Linked DNA regions of Mus musculus: region 1 is linked to region 2. Evidence: chromatin contacts called from public capture Hi-C data. All regions are on one chromosome and are shown on one strand. The core of a region is the stretch at or near the end of the contact, and the rest is flanking DNA. Distances in the headings are between cores, read along the strand shown. Region 1 holds the start of Pla2g4f (phospholipase A2, group IVF). Region 2 holds the start of Pla2g4b (phospholipase A2, group IVB (cytosolic)).

Region 1 (5,389 bases), core at 2,018-4,517, 280 kb before region 2:
GCTTAAATGTGGCAAATGGGAGGCCCTGATGAGCAGGTGTCATGGACATTGTATGAAGGGTCTCAGGAGCTGAACTTTTCTACTAAGATGTGTAGGAGAACACAAGTCTCTGTAGGTGTAGGCTTTGGTACCTCCCCGGGGCAGCACTGTGCAGGGTGTGTGGTCTAGGCAGGATCTCTCTAGAAGTGCCTGCCTCGGCCACTCACCAGCTGCTTGGACAGGCTGTTGATTGGACAGGCTGTTGAGTCTTTATAGGTGAGCGCTGAGCATCTTCCTCCACTCTAGCCACTTTCTGTCCTGTTGTTTTCCTGGCCATAGTTGTTCCTTGGCCTTTCTTCTGCAAGACTGGAGGATCGAGCTAGGATAGCTTGGTAAAGTATGTCTCACTGCACACAGGGAACAGCTGACCAGAAACCAATAGTGATGAGATGGCGTGCAGGTTTGTGGGGCACTGAGGAATGGCAAAGAGTAATGCAGGAGCAGCTCTGTTGAGTATGTCAGGGAGCCGGCAAGAGGTACGCAGAGCAAGAGGTACACAGCAACTTCTGGCCTTGGAGGCTACAGACACCAGGCACACACATGCACATACATATATGCAGGCCACACACCCATACATAAAGTTTAAAAAAAAACAGTGCTGCCCATGAACCCATCTGCACCACCTTAAAATGTACTTCCTCGGGAGTGGCACTGGGATGCCAGGCCACTCCCCATAGGACAGGACCAGAACTTGTGCCATCATGTGAGTCCTGCCCTTTTACCTGGTAGGCTTGTAGCATCCCTTCTTATGAACTGTGTTTGAAGCAGTAGAATAAAGCCTGTATTTTCTCCTGGGTGGTGTGCATACTTAATTCTGTTTCCCTAAACTCCATCCTTTCTTCCCAGGATCCTGCCCTTCATAGAGGGAACAGGGTAGCTCCAGCCTAAGGATGATGGAGGCTGCTTCTCAATAAACATAAGTGAAAAACCAAGTTTCCTTGAGCCTCCCTCTTCCCTTTCTGAAGACTAAAGGAAATGTAAGGGGATAGTAGCTTAGCTAAGAGAGAAGAATAAGATAAGACAGCTAGTAACTATGAAAAACAGTAAAAATAACACTCCTCTCAAGAGAGTCGGGGGGCTGGCCCAGCTCCTTGCCTGCTGCAGCTAGCCAGAGCAGTGCTAGAGAACTCACACTGGTGGTGTGGGTGCAGGAGAGCTGGTGGGCTGACCAACTCGGCTACCACCCAGGCTCAGATCCAGGGCTTTGAGTTGGCCCAGCCCAACATCTACCCCATCTGTTAACTGCTGGAGCACATAAAAGGGCCAGTCCTGCAGATCCAAAGCTGCATGACCCAGGGCAACAAGAGAATATCCAAGATGCGTCCCACTGAGAATCCAGTATTGATAGTGTAGCAGATCCAGACCAGTGACTCGTTGTAATGAACATTTCCAAGTAAAGACGTGTGGACAAAGGGGTGTACTGTGGGACACACTGATGCACTACTACTTCCACAACAGTATTTTGTTTGTTTGTTTGTTTGTTTGTTTGTTTTCCTTTGAGGGGGAGGTTGCGGGGGCAGAGGGTGGATGTGAAGAGTTGGGGAGTTGAATGGGATTGGAGTACATGTGAAATTCACAAAGAATCAGAAAGTTAAAAAAGAGTAACACTCCTCTCACAAAAGCCTCCATCTGTGGCCAGCACAGCATCTGTGGCTGTGGATGTGTGGCTGATCTCACAAGCACAGAATATTTCCATCATCGCTCTGGGAATCCCAGAATCTAATACACCATTGCTTTGTGCCTCCTGAAGCTCACTATGGCCAGAAGACTCCTGTGAAGATGTGGAATTGGTAAGAGGGAGGGACTCTGTTTGAAAAGTAAAGTTGGCTCACTTTTCCTGGTTCTAAAATGCCAGTTTGGTCCCTCTGTGATACCCTAGCTGTCTGTCTGTGGCTGTCCTGAAGATCTTCTGCCAGTGAAAAGCATCCAGAACTTGAGTTGAGGCATGTCTGTTGAGGCATGGGGAGATGGCTTCCGAGCAGAGAATATGGTTTAAGCCCAAAAGCACTCAGCCAGCTAGAACTCTGCCCCTCCTTACCCAAAGCCCCAGCTTCAGCCTGGGATCCAGGTGCTGAACTATCCATGTTCAGCAAGGGGGCTGGGCTTAGCCATCTCTGAGTCAGATCTCTTTTACAATCTATCTGAGGTGAAGCAGGTCACCACAGTTACGTCACCTCTGGTTCTGGAATTTCTGGTCTGAGCATGGCCTGTTCGTTTGGGAGTTAATTCACCTTTGTGGATGTCATTGCAGCCTCCAGCTGTGGATGTGTGAGGGAGGGAAGGCAGTAGAGATTACCTGGTCGAGATGGGGGTCTTATCTGGTACCTTAAACTGGTCTCACGATGCTGAGTTCAAGTGAGCCTCCTGCCTGTCCTGGGGTTCTGTGTACCACTACCCTTAGCTATATGAAAGGGTTATGGTTAAAGAGATGAAAAGAGTCTCCTAGGAACTTTTGCTAGCCACTGTCCCTGCCTCGCCACCTAGATGACTGTGGTCCACAGGAAAGGACATGACATGCGGTTGCAGCCGGAGCCTCAAAATGGTCATGGACACTTTAAAGCCTTTATCTCTGGCAGTTTAAGGATAGAGAGGCCTGCCTCTCTTCTGTCCTTATTTACAATACCTGGCCATGCCCCCGCCTCTATGCCTGAAGCACCAGGCACTTCTACCAACCCAGGAAAGGAGTCATGAAATGAATCTTTTCAGGGTGTGGGTGGCTTTGGTACAGACATACCATGACCTTTGTGTTAAGGAAATAACTGAGGGAGGCCAAAAGAGACAATAAATGTCAGTGATTCCCCATAAAAACCCGAGCCAGAGATTTCTGTTTCTGCTTAAGAGCTGTGGAGAAAGTGGGACTTGAAGGAGAGATGGTGTGGGGCTTTCTGGCAGCTAGATGAGGTTAGCCCTGATTATAGTACCTCCTGACTTCTGCTAATGGCAGACTAGTTGGAAACAAGAATATCTGGGCTCTTGCCCTACCCATACATGGCAAGGGATGGGAGTGGTGTCTGTTTTTCACAACTAGTTCAGCTAAGCAGGGCCTGAGTTGGAGACCAGAGAGCTAAGCAGGACCCCAAGAGTCTCTTGGAAAGGGAGCAACTTGCCTATTGCCTAGGGAAAGCAGGCTCCACTCATTTCCTGGAGCACTTCAAACCCCTCCTGGAGCACTTCAAACCCCTCCTCCAGCCCCGGTGCCTCAGCCTAGCAGTGGCTCCACCCTTCCCACTCCTGTGCTACTTGTCAGACCTGAGCGACAGTGAATATAGCCAGAGAAAGGGTGGCTCTGGGAAACAGGCAAGCTCCCTACTGGGACCTGAGCTGCTACTGCTGGCCATGCCCTGGACTCTCCAGCCAAAGTGGCTGGCAGGCAAGGGACTTCCCCTTCTTGGAGCCATACTGCTACGGAAGACAGAAAAGAGCGAACCACAATGGAAGCATAGGCGGGTAATGTACTGATCTCACTTGGGAAAAGCTGGCTGGAGTCCTGGGAGATGGCTGGCACCCCGTGGGGACTAAGCCAGCCATTGCACTGGGGTTTGATTTAGGGTGGAACATACCACAGACAACCTGGAAAAGCTCAAACTAGAGAGACAGGCCAAGGCCTCCAAAAAGAAATGATGGCGGCCTGAGACCATTGCCTGTGGTTGGTTTGCCAGGAATGCACTAGTCTAGCTGTATAACCATTGTGGAGAGAAGGGAGAAGGGTTTGTTGGGTTTTCAGGGGGTAGATTAACACCCAGAAGGCTGCAATCTGGCATCATCATTTTTGTTTTGTTTTGTTTTGAGCTCAGTCTTCAATCTAGTGACTTATCAGACCAGAACAAGCTAGGAGACTTGGCTTCCCCTCCCCTTGCCCATTCCTGCCTCTGGTTGGTCTTTCAGCCCCTGCATGGAAGCTGGTGGGTGCAGTGGGTTCTGGCTTTCTCTTTTAGTGTTTGACCTTCTTAAATACATTATCCTAGTGCCCAGGTCACGTCTAGAGGGCAGCTGCAGGCTGACCATTATAAAGCGTACCTAGCTTAGCTGCTCATGGGAACACTAAGAGTTGAGCTGGTCCCCAGATTCCAGGCCCCTCACCAATCCTGACCACCCAGCACCCTGCGCCTTGCAAAAGCTTCCCAGAGCTCCTGGCATAGGAGCATTAGTGACCTGGGCCAGGCAAGTTCTATGGTAAGACAGAGTAGAAACTCAAGCCAGAAAACACTTGAGAGAGGAGATCAGGCCAACCCTAGCTTCCTGGAACTGAGTTCCTAGGGTTCTGTTGTTTCAGCAGGAAACCCACCCATACTACGACCTTCAAGTGAAGGTGCTGAGGGCCAGAAACATCCAGCACACAGATAAGTGTGAGTAATCCTTGCTTTGCTCTCTCTCTCTCTCTCTCTCTCTCTCTCTCTCTCTCTCTCTCTCTCTCTCTGTGTCTGTGTGTGTGTGTGTGTGTGTGTGTGTGTGTGTGTGTGTGTGTGTGTGTGTGTGCTCTCTTGGAGTAGGGTGGTAGGGTGGTGTTAATCATTGGAGGGAGGGTACCTTGGTGTGGTGTGGGGTATAGAGGCATGCAGGCACACTGGAGGGGTGAGTTGGGCAGACTTCAGCCTCCTCCTGACTCTAGGAGGCTTTCTGAGGGTGTGTTAGGCCCCGTTGCCACACATCAATGCCTGCTTTCCAGGAGCTTTGGCAGTACCCACACATGGTACAGAGTTCTATTGCCTGAATCAGGCCATTTCAAGGAGTTACTCAATGGTTTGTGCTACCACATGATCCTTTGAACTGTGGCTGCTGTGGGGATTTCTGTCAGTTGAGTGGGAGGTTACCTGGCTAAGGTAGAGCCTGGAACACCACAGGCAGACAGCCTCCTCTCCCCTTGCTCCTTCCTTTCTGAGTCCAGCCTCCAGGAAACCTTTTCAACAATCAGAGTTTGATGCCAAGTCTCCTCCCCCGCTTACCTGCAGTGTCCAAAGCCGACTGCTATGTTCGACTGTGGCTGCCCACGGCTTCTGTTAGCCCCAGTCAGACAAGGACAGTGGTTAACAGCAGTGATCCAGAATGGAATGAGACCTTTCCCTATCAGATCCACGGCGCTGTGAAGGTGTGGGCCAGTAAGGGGCTGGGCATGGCAGCCAATGACGTCCTCCACAATGCTGACCCTTCAGTCCTATCCCCAGAACGTCCTGGAGCTTGCCCTTTATGACGAGGATGTCCTGGACAGTGACAATGTCTTCTCCATTCTGTTTGACACGAGTACTCTTCAGCTAGGCCAGCCTTGCACAAAAAACTTCACCAGGCAGCAGGTGAGGTCTGCCGGGACTAACAGTAAGTAAATCTCCAGCAGAGGATCCCCTGTCCCCTGGGC
Region 2 (5,835 bases), core at 1,355-3,854:
CCCAGAATATTCTTTCATCACCCTGAGTCACTAAGCATTGACTTGAGATGTACTCTCTTGGGAACATGCATGCCAAGGTCCCCAACTCGGCCTACATGACACAGACTGTGTGGACCTGCATCAGGCCTTGGAGAGCAGCAGACAGCACGAGGGATGAGCTACTAAGGGGAGTCTGGGTTCCTCACTCACCACCACGATGCCATTGCTGATGAGCTGTTCCTCACAGTCTGTCCTGGAAAGAGGCCCCAGTGACTCTCTGCAAGAGGCCAGGCACTCCTCCTCTACCAGGGAGAGGTGCTAGCCTTGGTGAGCTGGCACTGTCCCTCCAAAGAAGGGGGCTTTCCACTGCCACTCACCAACCCTACCCCCATCCCCACCCCCACCCCCACCCCTGCTCCAAGACCAACTTACAGAGTCTGTAGCCGAAACTCAACTTCTAAGCACCCTTTCTCCTGGGAAGAGAAGCAAATCAGAGGGACTGGCAAACCAGATGGGCGGGGAGGCTGCCGAGGCCTTCGTAGTGGGGAAGCGCAACTGTCTCTTTCCAGGTCACTCTGTCTACACTCCCTGGACTTCTGACCACGTGAGAAAGCAGTCAGAGACAGGACTGCTCCTTGGTGAAGTCACTTGAGATTCCTGGGCCTCCCTGGAGCAGGGGAGGCTCCGAAGCTCCAGCCCCAGCACTGGGGACCCCTACTTTCCCGAGCTTTACCTGAGTACCCAAGGAGAAGCTCTGGCGCTGAGTCCCAATTTGCAGGGTCCCCACGTCAAACAGCACTGACAATACTGGGTCATCTCTGGTCACCAGGTCATGGTCAAAGACTTTCAGTTCCATAACATTCTGGAAGAGGCACAAAGAGAAGCAGCTACAGGAATGAGATGGGTGAGAGGTGAACGGGGAAGGGAATGGCAGACTAGGAGACACGTGTGACGATGGAGCACAGGGACAAGGACAGGGCCAGACTTGATGCCTGGTCTACCTTGAGCTGCCTATGGATCCGGAAGTGGAAGTTCTGATTCCAGACAGGGTTTCGGCTGTTCTTGACTGTGCGTGTCTGGAGCGTGTGGCTGGAAGCCGTGGGCAGGTTCAGAGTCACATAGCAGTCAGAGGAGGTTACTGCAGGAAGGAGGAACATGTGTCGGGTATGATCAAGAAATTTCCCAGGCTGCCAGAGTCCACTTCCTTCTCCCAGACACTTCATGTCCATAGGACTGAGCCCTCTGCCACTTTTGGGATTGTCCCTCCGGCAGCCATCTGCAAGACCAGCCCGGCCTTCCCTGGAGACCCTCCCACTGGTACTTAACTACTCTGAAGCAGCCCACCTACTGCCTGCTTAGCTAAGGGACAGGAAAGCAGTGTGCTTACCTAGGTCCTTGGAAGGCAAGCCACTGGCCCGGAGGACGCGTACAGTGAGCAGGCATGTCTCTGGCACCTTTGCCTGCATGTAGACTGGGCAGGTTTGCTATAGGTAGACGGGGTCAAATATGACAGGGCCACAGGAGAGGGGACAGGGACAAACTCTTAAGGCTTAATTCTCTACCAAAAGGACCAGGTCCACCTGTAGCCATCAGAATGCCAGAGTGACACAAGATACATCTACATGACACCTTCCCATAATTATATAACACCGTGCCAGCTCCATACATTTACTTATTTGTCACATATCCTATGAAGGGAGCTATGACAATGGCCAGCCCTGGGAGGAAACTGAGGCCACTCTCCTAGGTTCTGTTTGGCTCAGAACACAGGCAAGCTAGTTAGTGTCACCCACCATTTCTGGGTATGGTATCCTTTGTCTTTTTATCCCCCTGCCTCACCATCCCACCCCACTCCTACTAAGAGGCTTTAGGGCTGATCTGAGATGTCAGATTAGCCTTCAAGGGACAGGAATGAATACATTGGGGCTTAGGCACTGTGAGTGAGCTGAAACCCATGCCATCTACCCCATCCTGGAAATGTATGCTGCAGGGTTGGGACGGCAGCTACCAGTCCAGATCGCCCACACACTGGCATCCTCCAGACCCGATGGGGGTCTCGAGAGCTCCTCCCAACTCCCTCTGCTTCTGGAGCTATGGACACTTGGCAGTGTGCCAGGGTGGAGGACGCCTGTGCCACCTGGCCCTTCCTTTTGGTCTTCAGCCAGATCTCTGGAGAGGTGCCAGTGGTCAGGTACAGGGAGCTCCACATAGTCAGGGGCAGAGGTGAGGAAGTTCATCTCTGAGGCACCCCTGGGGCTCCCCACATACCAAGCATCCAAGTCAGAAGCATGGAGCAGCTTTCTAGGGCTCCCAGAACAGCAGGTAAGATCCTCAGAGTTCTAAGGGTTCAAATCTACGGAATTCTGCCTGGAACCTATTCCCAGGACAGACCTTCATCTCAGTTCTGGCTTCTATTGCCTGGTCCTGAAGCTGGGACGTATCCCTCCCTTTGCTAAGAGAAGTCCACAGCTCCCTTTAGAAACAGTAGCCACCAGGCCCTGGATGGGGAGCCAAGTCAGAAATGGGAGCCCAGTGCTCTATGGAGCCTTACCAGAGCCATGAGACCAAGTCCACAGGAACAGGAATGATGGCGTAGTGGCCACAGAACCAACAACTGTCAGCTTTAAACCCAGAGCCAAGGTAAGCCAACTGGCCACACATTCCTCTTGGATCCCTCCCACAGACTCTTCTGCTCCACCCAAGCCCCACGCCCACTGCTGACCCAGCCACCTGCCCAGGAAGTGAGACACCTTAAGCTAATGCTGGAGTCAGTGATACCTCCTGGAGTTGGCCACAGGCTCCCTGAAGTCCATTCTCTGCAGTTGCTGATAGCTAGGCTAGCCAACCAGCCCTAACTGAGAGGAGGGGGTTCTCCTCTTGCTGTTAGAGGTTGAACAGGACAGCAGACAGTGGTCCCCTAAAATAGCAGTGAACGCTGGGGGCTAAGGATCACGTTGTCGGTGGGTCCTTTCGCAATCTCCTTCCCAGTGCCAGTACGACAGGAATACCCAGTCTGAACGGGAGCCCTGGGCAATCTCAGAAGAGTACCTCAGGCCCCATCACAATTTTGAAGGGGTGTGGTCTTCACATAAAACAGCCCTTCAAAGCCACGCTAGGCTGCCTCCACCTGGAGCTGGGCGGCTAGGGATGAGACCTATGGGTTGGCATGCAGGGGTAGGGGCTCTCCCTGCTCTTCAGCAGGGTGACAAAGGAGTCTAGGGGTGGAGATCAACTCTTTCCTCAGAGAACAGCTCAGGAGGAACACAGTTCCTGTCCCTTCCTGTTTACATTTATAGAACAGGGGTCACCCTCGGCGCTCCACACCCAGCTTCCCTGGATCAGGGGGAAGAAAAGCCCCAGATGTGGATCTGGCTTAGGCCTCCCAGTTAGGGTCATCCTGAACCTTCAAGCCCTCAGCAGGCCACCAAAGGCAACTGTGACGGGGAACATGAGAACAAGTGTATCAAGTGTCACCTTTTATTGACCGCTTCCTCTACATTGGCCCATGCCTATTCCCAAAGCTCTGGGAGCCAGAGCCATTATTATCTCCACTTTACAGACAAGGGACTGATGCTAACATGCAGTGACTCACCCAAGGTCATAGCACTGGTGAGAGGCACTGCTGTACCTGATCCGTGCTTCCTTGTCACCTGTGTGGCAATTTCCTGGGCACGTTCACCCAGACCTGTCTGGCATTTCTTGGACCTCCAACTAAATTCCAAGTTCCTGCAATGCCTGATCCCAACACAGGCGGGAACCTGGGCAGCAGCCAGGACATATTCGAACTCTAGGCTGCCTCCAGAATCAAATGACCCCGTCGATCCCCGCTGTCCTTTGCAGTGTCTGAGGGTCTCTTCAGTCAAGGCCTGTGGCCCTGGTGAGGGTGTCCATCAGTTGAAAGTAACTGTACTTGAGGTCATACTCCATGTCATACCAGAAATTCACTGTGGAGAGGAGGGGGACCCGGATGTGAGATTTAAGCCAGAGCCACCCCAACCCGATCCCTTGTTGGGCCATGACAAGGCCTGACCCCCTGGATGCTCCAGGTGCTACTTACCAGCAATACAGCCGTGGGACTGCTGGACATGGTGGAACCACAGAGCTGGCAGGTACAGCATCTCGCCGGCCCGCACTGTGCAGTGAAGGGCCTGTGCCTGGCTGTAACTGGGGTACTGGGTCAGGTCTGGAGCCAAGGGGTCCAGTGGGATCCAGGGTACCTAGAGACACAGCGGCTGCCTGAGAGCAGGCCCTGAGGTCCCCAAGATCTCCAGCTCTGTCCCCTCTCCTCTCGGCTTGAAGAATCACAGCCTAGGGATTTTCAGAGTGGGATGCCACCTCCCCAGGCCCTTTGTGCCTATTCCCCAGAGGTCTACCCACTCCCCAGAGCCCAAGAACAGGACAGACACCTTCTCCATGGCTTCCTCGTCCACCACCCTAAAAGTGCCCTCTTCAGTCAGCTGGTAGGTTGCTGGTGTGTAGAGATCTGAAGGCAAGGTCAGGGAGACAAGGGGCCAACAGCCTGTCAGGCACTCTCACCATGACCAGCACAGCGTTCCCTGCATACAGAGACCAGAGGGCTGGGGCCCATGGCAGGGACCTCTTGCTGCCCTTCCCTCACCAGTGACTACTAGCTTCTTTTAGTTCATGTCACCTACTGTAAGGGATGAAGGGCCGGTCGCTGGGTGGATGTAACAAGAAGTGTTTCTCGCCAGAGACTACACAGTACAGATTCTCATAGTGGTCCTTGTGCACTGTTGACACATGGAAGGCCTGGAGTTAAGTGGAGGGAAGCAGGCCACACTGTCCTCAGCCCCACACCCCACACCCTAGCAGAGCCTACAGAGAAAGGAAAAGCCCACACAGGATTAGCAGACTTGTGGAGATTCCAAGGTTCTTGCAAGAATCACAGAACTTGGCCACCAAAAACTGGATGTGGACTCCCCTTCATCTGGATCACCAATGGGCGGGCGTTATCTCCTGACCCCTGCTCTCAGATCTACCTGACTTCTGAAGAGGCTTCTAGAGACTTAAAAGGTACAGTATTCCCTGTCCCCAGTGTTCCTGCCATCAGGAGAAACTCTGTGGTCTCCTAGTCCCACAATACCAAAAGAAATCTGAGGTACTCGTTCTGGGGCCCACCTTTCTTCCCTCTGCCCCTCCCCACTTGAGGAGTCTCCACACCTACAGGATGTCACTGCAGATGCATCACCCAGCCAGAAGTTCACGGCATCAGGCATCTTCCCTGTGGGACACAGTGAATTAATATCAGGCTGAGAACCACCCGTGTGGGGGGCAGCTATGCAGAAATATGGGTGAGAGAGAAGAGTGCCGAGTCTGGGGGAAGGTGACACTGGGAACACAATCCCAGGATGGCAGAGACAGCAGCCCTGGAGCGGGCAGATAGGTAGCACCTGCCCCCACAGAATCAACACAAAAGGCAGAGAATCAACAAGCTAGCTGAACTCTTATCTCCCCACTTCACGTCCATACCCCGCCTCTTACCCCCACCACTCACCCAGTGACTCAGAGGCCCAGGGCACATGGGACTCAATGTCAGACAGAAGCTGGGGCAGCTCAGTGGGCAGGTTGGAACACTGTTTCTGCACATAGAGGACTCCTGGGTGCTGGGCCCGACCTTCCAACACATCCAGTACATGGCTTATGGGCAGGCGGCGTTCAGCAGGCATCACAAAGCGGTCCCCTCGCACCGCGTCCGCATAACCATCTGGAGTCACAGCCACACTCACCTCCGTGGAGCCCACCGTGGCTCTGAAGAAACAGACACTTGGTTTGTAGTCTGCTGCTAATGGTCACTGTTCCACCCAACCTCCCAAGGAACACCTTACCTTAAGTAGG

Evidence for each region. Capture Hi-C pulls out chosen DNA fragments and counts their contacts.
Region 1: a contact with region 2 is called in a capture Hi-C map of embryonic stem cells, with 2.9 times the contacts expected there. The contact joins the promoter of Pla2g4f here to the promoter of Pla2g4b in region 2. A contact is called at or near these places in 1 of 39 promoter capture datasets (hippocampal neurons), 1 of 15 datasets of contacts at CTCF or cohesin (the NIH/3T3 cell line), 1 of 484 Hi-C or Micro-C datasets (bone marrow-derived macrophages), 1 of 115 datasets of contacts at active chromatin or transcription factors (embryonic stem cells) and 3 of 9 other capture datasets (adipose tissue, embryonic stem cells and liver).

Annotation. Positions count from the first base shown.
Region 1 is chr2:120,312,043-120,317,431 of GRCm38.p6, reverse strand. It overlaps Pla2g4f (phospholipase A2, group IVF), which reads left to right and starts at 3,267. Exons shown (of 20, transcript NM_001363073.1): 1 at 3,267-3,486; 2 at 4,313-4,385; 3 at 4,989-5,125; 4 at 5,202-5,327. The coding sequence starts at 3,376. Vps39 (VPS39 HOPS complex subunit) reads left to right here. Exons shown (of 25, transcript NM_178851.4): 25 at 1-971.
Region 2 is chr2:120,030,202-120,036,036 of GRCm38.p6, reverse strand. It overlaps Pla2g4b (phospholipase A2, group IVB (cytosolic)), which reads right to left and starts at 2,604. Exons shown (of 20, transcript NM_145378.4): 1 at 2,531-2,604; 2 at 1,367-1,463; 3 at 981-1,117; 4 at 713-841; 5 at 412-452; 6 at 190-232. The coding sequence starts at 2,539. It overlaps Jmjd7 (jumonji domain containing 7), which reads right to left. Exons shown (of 8, transcript NM_001114637.1): 2 at 5,826-5,835; 3 at 5,495-5,748; 4 at 5,165-5,221; 5 at 4,635-4,730; 6 at 4,386-4,462; 7 at 4,037-4,196; 8 at 3,433-3,923. The coding sequence ends at 3,835. Gm28042 (predicted gene, 28042) reads right to left here. Exons shown (of 27, transcript NR_104353.1): 2 at 5,826-5,835; 3 at 5,495-5,748; 4 at 5,165-5,221; 5 at 4,635-4,730; 6 at 4,386-4,535; 7 at 4,037-4,196; 8 at 3,572-3,923; 9 at 1,367-1,463; 10 at 981-1,117; 11 at 713-841; 12 at 412-452; 13 at 190-232.